Linked DNA regions of Gossypium hirsutum: region 1 is linked to region 2. The links are chromatin contacts, called in public Hi-C maps. All regions are on one chromosome and are shown on one strand. The core of a region is the stretch at or near the end of the contact, and the rest is flanking DNA. Distances in the headings are between cores, read along the strand shown. Region 1 holds the start of LOC107897604 (shikimate kinase 1, chloroplastic). Region 2 holds the start of LOC107897660 (protein HEAT INTOLERANT 4).

Evidence for each region. Hi-C and Micro-C count contacts between places; a contact is called where the count stands out from the background.
Region 1: a Hi-C map of leaf shows a contact between it and region 2, with 2.1 times the contacts expected there. The contact joins the promoter of LOC107897604 here to the promoter of LOC107897660 in region 2. A contact is called at or near these places in 2 of 34 Hi-C or Micro-C datasets (both in leaf).

The regions. Positions count from the first base shown.
Region 1 is chrA11:38,749,937-38,752,834 of Gossypium_hirsutum_v2.1, reverse strand. It overlaps LOC107897604 (shikimate kinase 1, chloroplastic), which reads left to right and starts at 1,544. Exons shown (of 12, transcript XM_016823123.2): 1 at 1,544-1,877; 2 at 2,035-2,260; 3 at 2,858-2,898. The coding sequence starts at 2,041.
Region 2 is chrA11:38,230,653-38,233,532 of Gossypium_hirsutum_v2.1, reverse strand. LOC107897660 (protein HEAT INTOLERANT 4) reads right to left here and starts at 1,256. Exons shown (of 14, transcript XM_016823177.2): 1 at 808-1,256; 2 at 389-427; 3 at 232-285; 4 at 35-98. The coding sequence starts at 990.

The DNA.
Region 1 (2,898 bases), core at 295-2,794, 520 kb before region 2:
GAAACCCTAGCTATGGAGTTCTTATGAAATTCTGCCAAGGTAGAAGAAAGATGAGCAAATTTTGACTTGATTTTCCCTTTTTATTCTTTTATTTACCAAATGACCAAAATACACTTAATGCCTTTCTTTAAAATTTTATCTCACCATGTCCATTTTTGTCCACTAACTTAACAAATGGTCTAATTATCATATAAGGACCTCTAATTTAAAATCTCATAGCAATTGGACATCTTTAGCATGTAGAACTCAACTTTTTCACTTTTTATAATTTAGTCCTTTTGGCTAAATTGAGTGCCCAAATGTCAAAATTTTTTAACAAGATTTTCATAGAATAGTTCCATAAAACTATAGACCATAAAAATATAATAAAATAAAAATATAATAAAAATGAATCTTTCTACGTCGGATTTGTGGTCCCGAAACCACTGTTCTGACTAGCCCTAAAATCGTGCTGTTACACTCCACCTCTCTATGAACGCGTTGATGAGTTTCGAATCCAACTTGTGCCCCCGGTCTATATTGGCCACGTGCCGAAAACCCACTTTTCTCAAGTAATTTTCTATCAACGGTGATGGAGGACCAGACATATTACGAATATAACATGTAACATCCGATTTACAGACTATTATAAAAAATTATAAAAAAATTAATTAAAATTACATAAATGAAAAAATATTAAATAATATTCAAAAATTGAAATTAACCCTTACTGTTTTCATTTGTTCGACGGAGATATGTTTATGATCTAGATGAATTAATTCCCTGGCTATTGCTAACACGATCAAATATCTTAGAAATTATAAAAAAAAAGAATACTAATTTAGAAAAAAATTAAAGGAAATAGTTAAGTAAAGCGAGCTTTGAGAAATTTAAGGAGAAATTGGAGAGCTTTTTTGAGAATTTTGGAAGAAATGTTTGTGTAAAAAAATAGGAAGGGGTTTTATAGTTTTTTTTTACTGTTGGACCCCCAACGATCAAAATTTTAAATGATTGTTTGGATGACCGTTAGGGGTAAAAAACACAGGCTAAAACACGCCCATAAGGGAGGACGCGTTTTCCTGACATGGCAAAAGCGCTCCCTAAAGGACGCGTTTTGCTGGAATTTTCCCTTAAAACACTTTTACGTAGACGTGCTTTTGTATTTTTAACCCATTCCGATAAATAATAAATAAAATGACCTATTTTTGTAAATAAAATAGGAAAATGCCTTTCTTAGGGTGAGTTTAGATGGGTGGTGCGTTTACCTGCGGTTAGTGTAAAAACAGCGGTGGCAGTGAGATTAGATACTGTAGCGATACTGTAGCATGAGATAAAAAGTAAGCTAAACGCACCGCACCGCCGCCCCAAACGAAGCCTTAGTAAAATGGTGATAATTTTTTTTATTTTGATTGTTATTTAAGTAAAAAAACATAGAAACATTTTTTTATGTAATATTGATTAAAATAAATTGTATTATTTATTTGTAGATTTCTGACCACAAAAACAGTAATTTATGAAATTAAAAACGTGGCAGCAGGAGAGTGAATAACAACTACCACAAGAATGAGCGCACGAAAGCAACCCCTCACCTCACCTTCTTCCTCTGAATGCTTGCTACCAACCCCTCCTTGCCGGGGGGAATTGGTTGGTGGGAATGCCCTTGCTTCCACGTCATCATTGTTTCACTGTTTAAATATAATAGAGGTATATATAAAATTTGTATACAGTTTCCATACTCCAGTCGCCGCTTTAAAATGATTCCTGCCAGAAAGAGCAAACTGCATTTCTAAAGATATTACAGTAATAGATTATGATAAACGAGCCTTCTCTGCTTTAATACAAAGTCAGAGAGCAATATCCCTTCACGAATTTCATTTTATCTTTATTAATTAATTGAGGTAAGTTCATAAGTTTTGCTTGAAATTTCTGTTGTTAAAGTTTCATTAGCTTTATTATTAACTAATTTCTGCATAAATTTCTCTTGAATTAATTAATAAAAGAAAAACTGAGAATTTTTATTTTTGAAAATTTTATTGAATCGGGGGCGGTTGGAAGCTGAAAATGGAGGCAGGAGTTGCATGCAAGTGGAATTATCCGACATGGATTGAGTCGGAAAGGTTTGGGAGAAAATCGACTGGTTCTTTGCGGTTCGGTCGGATAGCAAAGCAAGAACACAAGACCCGGGTGGTTGTTTCGGCCCGCTTTCCGGTTCAGACATCTTCCAATCGACATAGATCAGTCTCTTTGGAGGTTTCCTGCTCTTCCTATACGAACTTTTCAGGTGAAACAAAATTGATATGCCAATTTTATGACTGTTGTAATTTCGTTTATCATTTTTGTACAATTGATTCATTTATTAAAGTCCTCTCTCTTTCCAATCTTTTTAATGATATGTTGGATTGCGAAAATTTAAGGTAAAATTGGAATAAAAGAATAGCAACGTTTTAAAGGAAAATAGACAGGAAAGAAACTTTGGCTACTTTTGCACATAACACTATAAATTTACTATTGACCTGATAGTAAATTCCATTGTTTTTTGATGTGCGGATATGACGCGGGGTTTTATTAAATTTCCTAATATAACCATTTGTAATACTTGGAGCATAGATCAGAAATCATTTTGTCTATGCCTTCTGTCAAATGTCAGTCTCCTTTCATGTTCTCACTTTTCTGCTAAGTTGTACCATTTAATCTTGGTTGAATTTCATGTTGTTTTACCATAGGATGAAACTAGCATGTTTTGTTCATGTTGAGATTATCCAAAGTGAGAGCAGTACTACTCAGACCCTAGGTGGCTAAATTGTTCTTGAGAATTTAAAATTTTATCACACATATGATTGATCCCTATGATGTTATGTTTTAAAATGTTATTTCGCAGCTTCAACAATGGAAACTGGAAGCATTCATGCACCTTTTGAT
Region 2 (2,880 bases), core at 7-2,506:
AAATGTATAAAGTACGAGGACCGTGGCTACTTACGCTCTGTACAACCAAAGAGATAAACTTTCTTTCCATATAGTTTCCCCCCCTCTTCAAATGCATCCTGACCAGAAAAAGAACAGTAAAATATTCAGTTAGCTCTACACCAAGTTTCACATGATACAGGGAAAACAAAAGTAGCAAAGTAGCAGCTAAAATTAGAAAAGAGTTAAGGCAAAAAAGTTCTTGCAACTCACTTCTAAATTCGAAAAGTTCCAGTTGAATTGGTAAACAGAGTCCAGTTGATCCCACTTCCAAACAACAAAAGGAAAACGATATAAGCAACAGAACTTAAATTCATTTAAAAAACACTACCAAATATTCAACATTCAAATCGAAATTCAAAATTCCAACCTCTGTTCCAACAGGGAATGCAGCTTTCCATAAATCTTCCTGCGCAACACAAATCGACAATTTTCATCAAAACAAATTTAACAAAGCAAAACTTCACCCATTTAATTATCTAAATAAATAACATTTAAGTTCCAACCTCGAATCCATTAAACTCTACACTTCACATAAGAATGCGAAAGCTTATATAATAAAATTTTAAATTTAACCGCGGTGGTATCCAGAATTAAAAGCTCAAATTTAATTAGGAAAAAAAAGTCAATAGCGCCAAGAAATTAACCTTAAAACCTAATGTTTTAACCTCGTATCTATCCAGATATTCAATAAACCAAAACAGTGAAGTCATAAAAGAAAACCCCTAAAGGCAATCCAAAACAACAAATGTAAAACTTGGAGGGAAATGTAGAGAAAAATAATAATACCAAGTTACGCTTATCTTCGAAATACTCAGGCTCGGGCTGAGGCTTGGAGGTCTTAGCAAGCTTAGCTTTGGGAGCAGGTTTACGGTTGTTGTTGTTGAGATTCTCTTGCGAAGAAGACGAAGCCTTTACTTGCTTCTCCTCTTGCTCATGAGAAGCGGCTTTTCTCTTAGCTCCCTTCCTCATTTGGTTATTAAAGGGAAAAAGAAGAAAAGCACCAGCAACGGCAACGGCAACGGCAACGGCAACGGCAAAGCTGAGCCGAGAGAGGGAGAAAGAAAAAGGGGTGAGTGTGTAATTATGGGGGATGGCGGTGGATCCGGATTCAAAATCTATAGTATAGTATTTGGACAAAATTGAATATATGGGCGCTGCTGCCAGGGCGTTTTCTGAGCGTCAATCCAACGCCAATTTTTAGGTCTTTTTTTTCCCTTTTTGTCGTTTTGAGGGGGCAGGCGCGGGTATTGAAATTCACGGGCCTTTTTGAAACGTTTTCAAAAGTTTTGCCCAATGGGTAAAATTGAAAGAATATAAAGGAAACTACATCTAAGTCGAATATTAAAGGTAATTGAGCCTAATTTATTTATTGGTTTTTTATTTTTTTAATTTATATAATAAAATTATAAATTAAATCAAATATATAATTCGGTTCATTTCAAATAATAGTAATATTAGAAAACTCAAACCAGACACTACAATTTAAATAAATTTTCTATTTTTCAATTTTGTTCGGCCCTACTAGGGGAGACATCACTTAAAAATCCAATCCAACAAAACTTTCAAGTCAGATTAGCTGAATTAAAAAATAAACTAAATAGAGTGGTTTATTGTAAATGATTATTTGATTAAATCATTATAAGATAATATTAAATATATCATTAGTACATGCATCATTAATTAACCAAAACAAATCACCCTCGACGATATAGTTTCTTGATTTAAAGATTTAGAGTTTCCGTTTCTTCATCTTTAAAAATGATTTATAACTATTATTTCCCCGTCTTCTTTGTGTATTTATTGTACTACCATTTCCAGATTCAATGAATGTATGTATTAATTAGGTTATGAAATGCTATATGATGATGGGAAAGGTTCGGGATAATGTTTTCACGTATTTTCATTTTATTGTCATTTCCATTAATCCATTTCAACTCTTAATGATATAAGTACGAGAAAGTTTGAGATCAGAACATATTCAAGTCTAAAAAATTTGACTCTAATAGAATTCGTGTTCGATAAAGTTTAATCCGTAAAAATCTGAGTCTGAATGTTACGAGGCTAAAACTTTAGTCTGGCAAACCACATGGCCTTAGGCGATTCTTTTGCTTCAAATCCTCCCTAGTGTTTGAGTAAATATTCTCAAAAATATTTTATTACTTAAGAATCAACTGATTACAAATAAATGGGGTGACTTGATTTATAGTTGAAGCCTCTCAGATTTAGCGGTACAATTTAAATTAGATTAGCGGTCAAGATTAAAAACTTATCTACAAGATGAGAGTACATTATTATCCTTCAGGATTACAAAATATTCGTCTTGGTAAAATATAAATTACTAGAGTGTTTACATATTCTCTAGACTGAGTAGATGGGCTTTAGTCTCTCTAAGAAATAGGTCAATCCTGTCACATCGAATGACCTTAAATAAACAAAATGGATCATCAAATGGTGTCTTGGTCGTGGGCTCCTTCACGCGGTTCATGACATTCTCCACCATCTGTTCTCACGACTCCTTCATCGCGTCTGACCACCTCTAAACATGCAAACATTTAGAGTACAAAAATTGTGAAAATAAATAGATATAAAATTAAAGCGGCATCTGCAAGCGAACAGGTAAAATTGTAATATAGAAGTGTTACAACAGAACACCAGTAAGTATTCCAAGGATCATACCTAAGGGGTTGCAGATTGGAGAATTTTATCATTAAATTAATTACAGAAGATAATTAATAATCTAATCGAGTCACAAATTAGTAGTGTGAATCCAAATTAGAAGATTAATTAAATTAATTGCTCTAAATTGACCTAATAGAATTTCCTATTCCTAGTGCCGACAATGTGAGTTCTCGACCTATG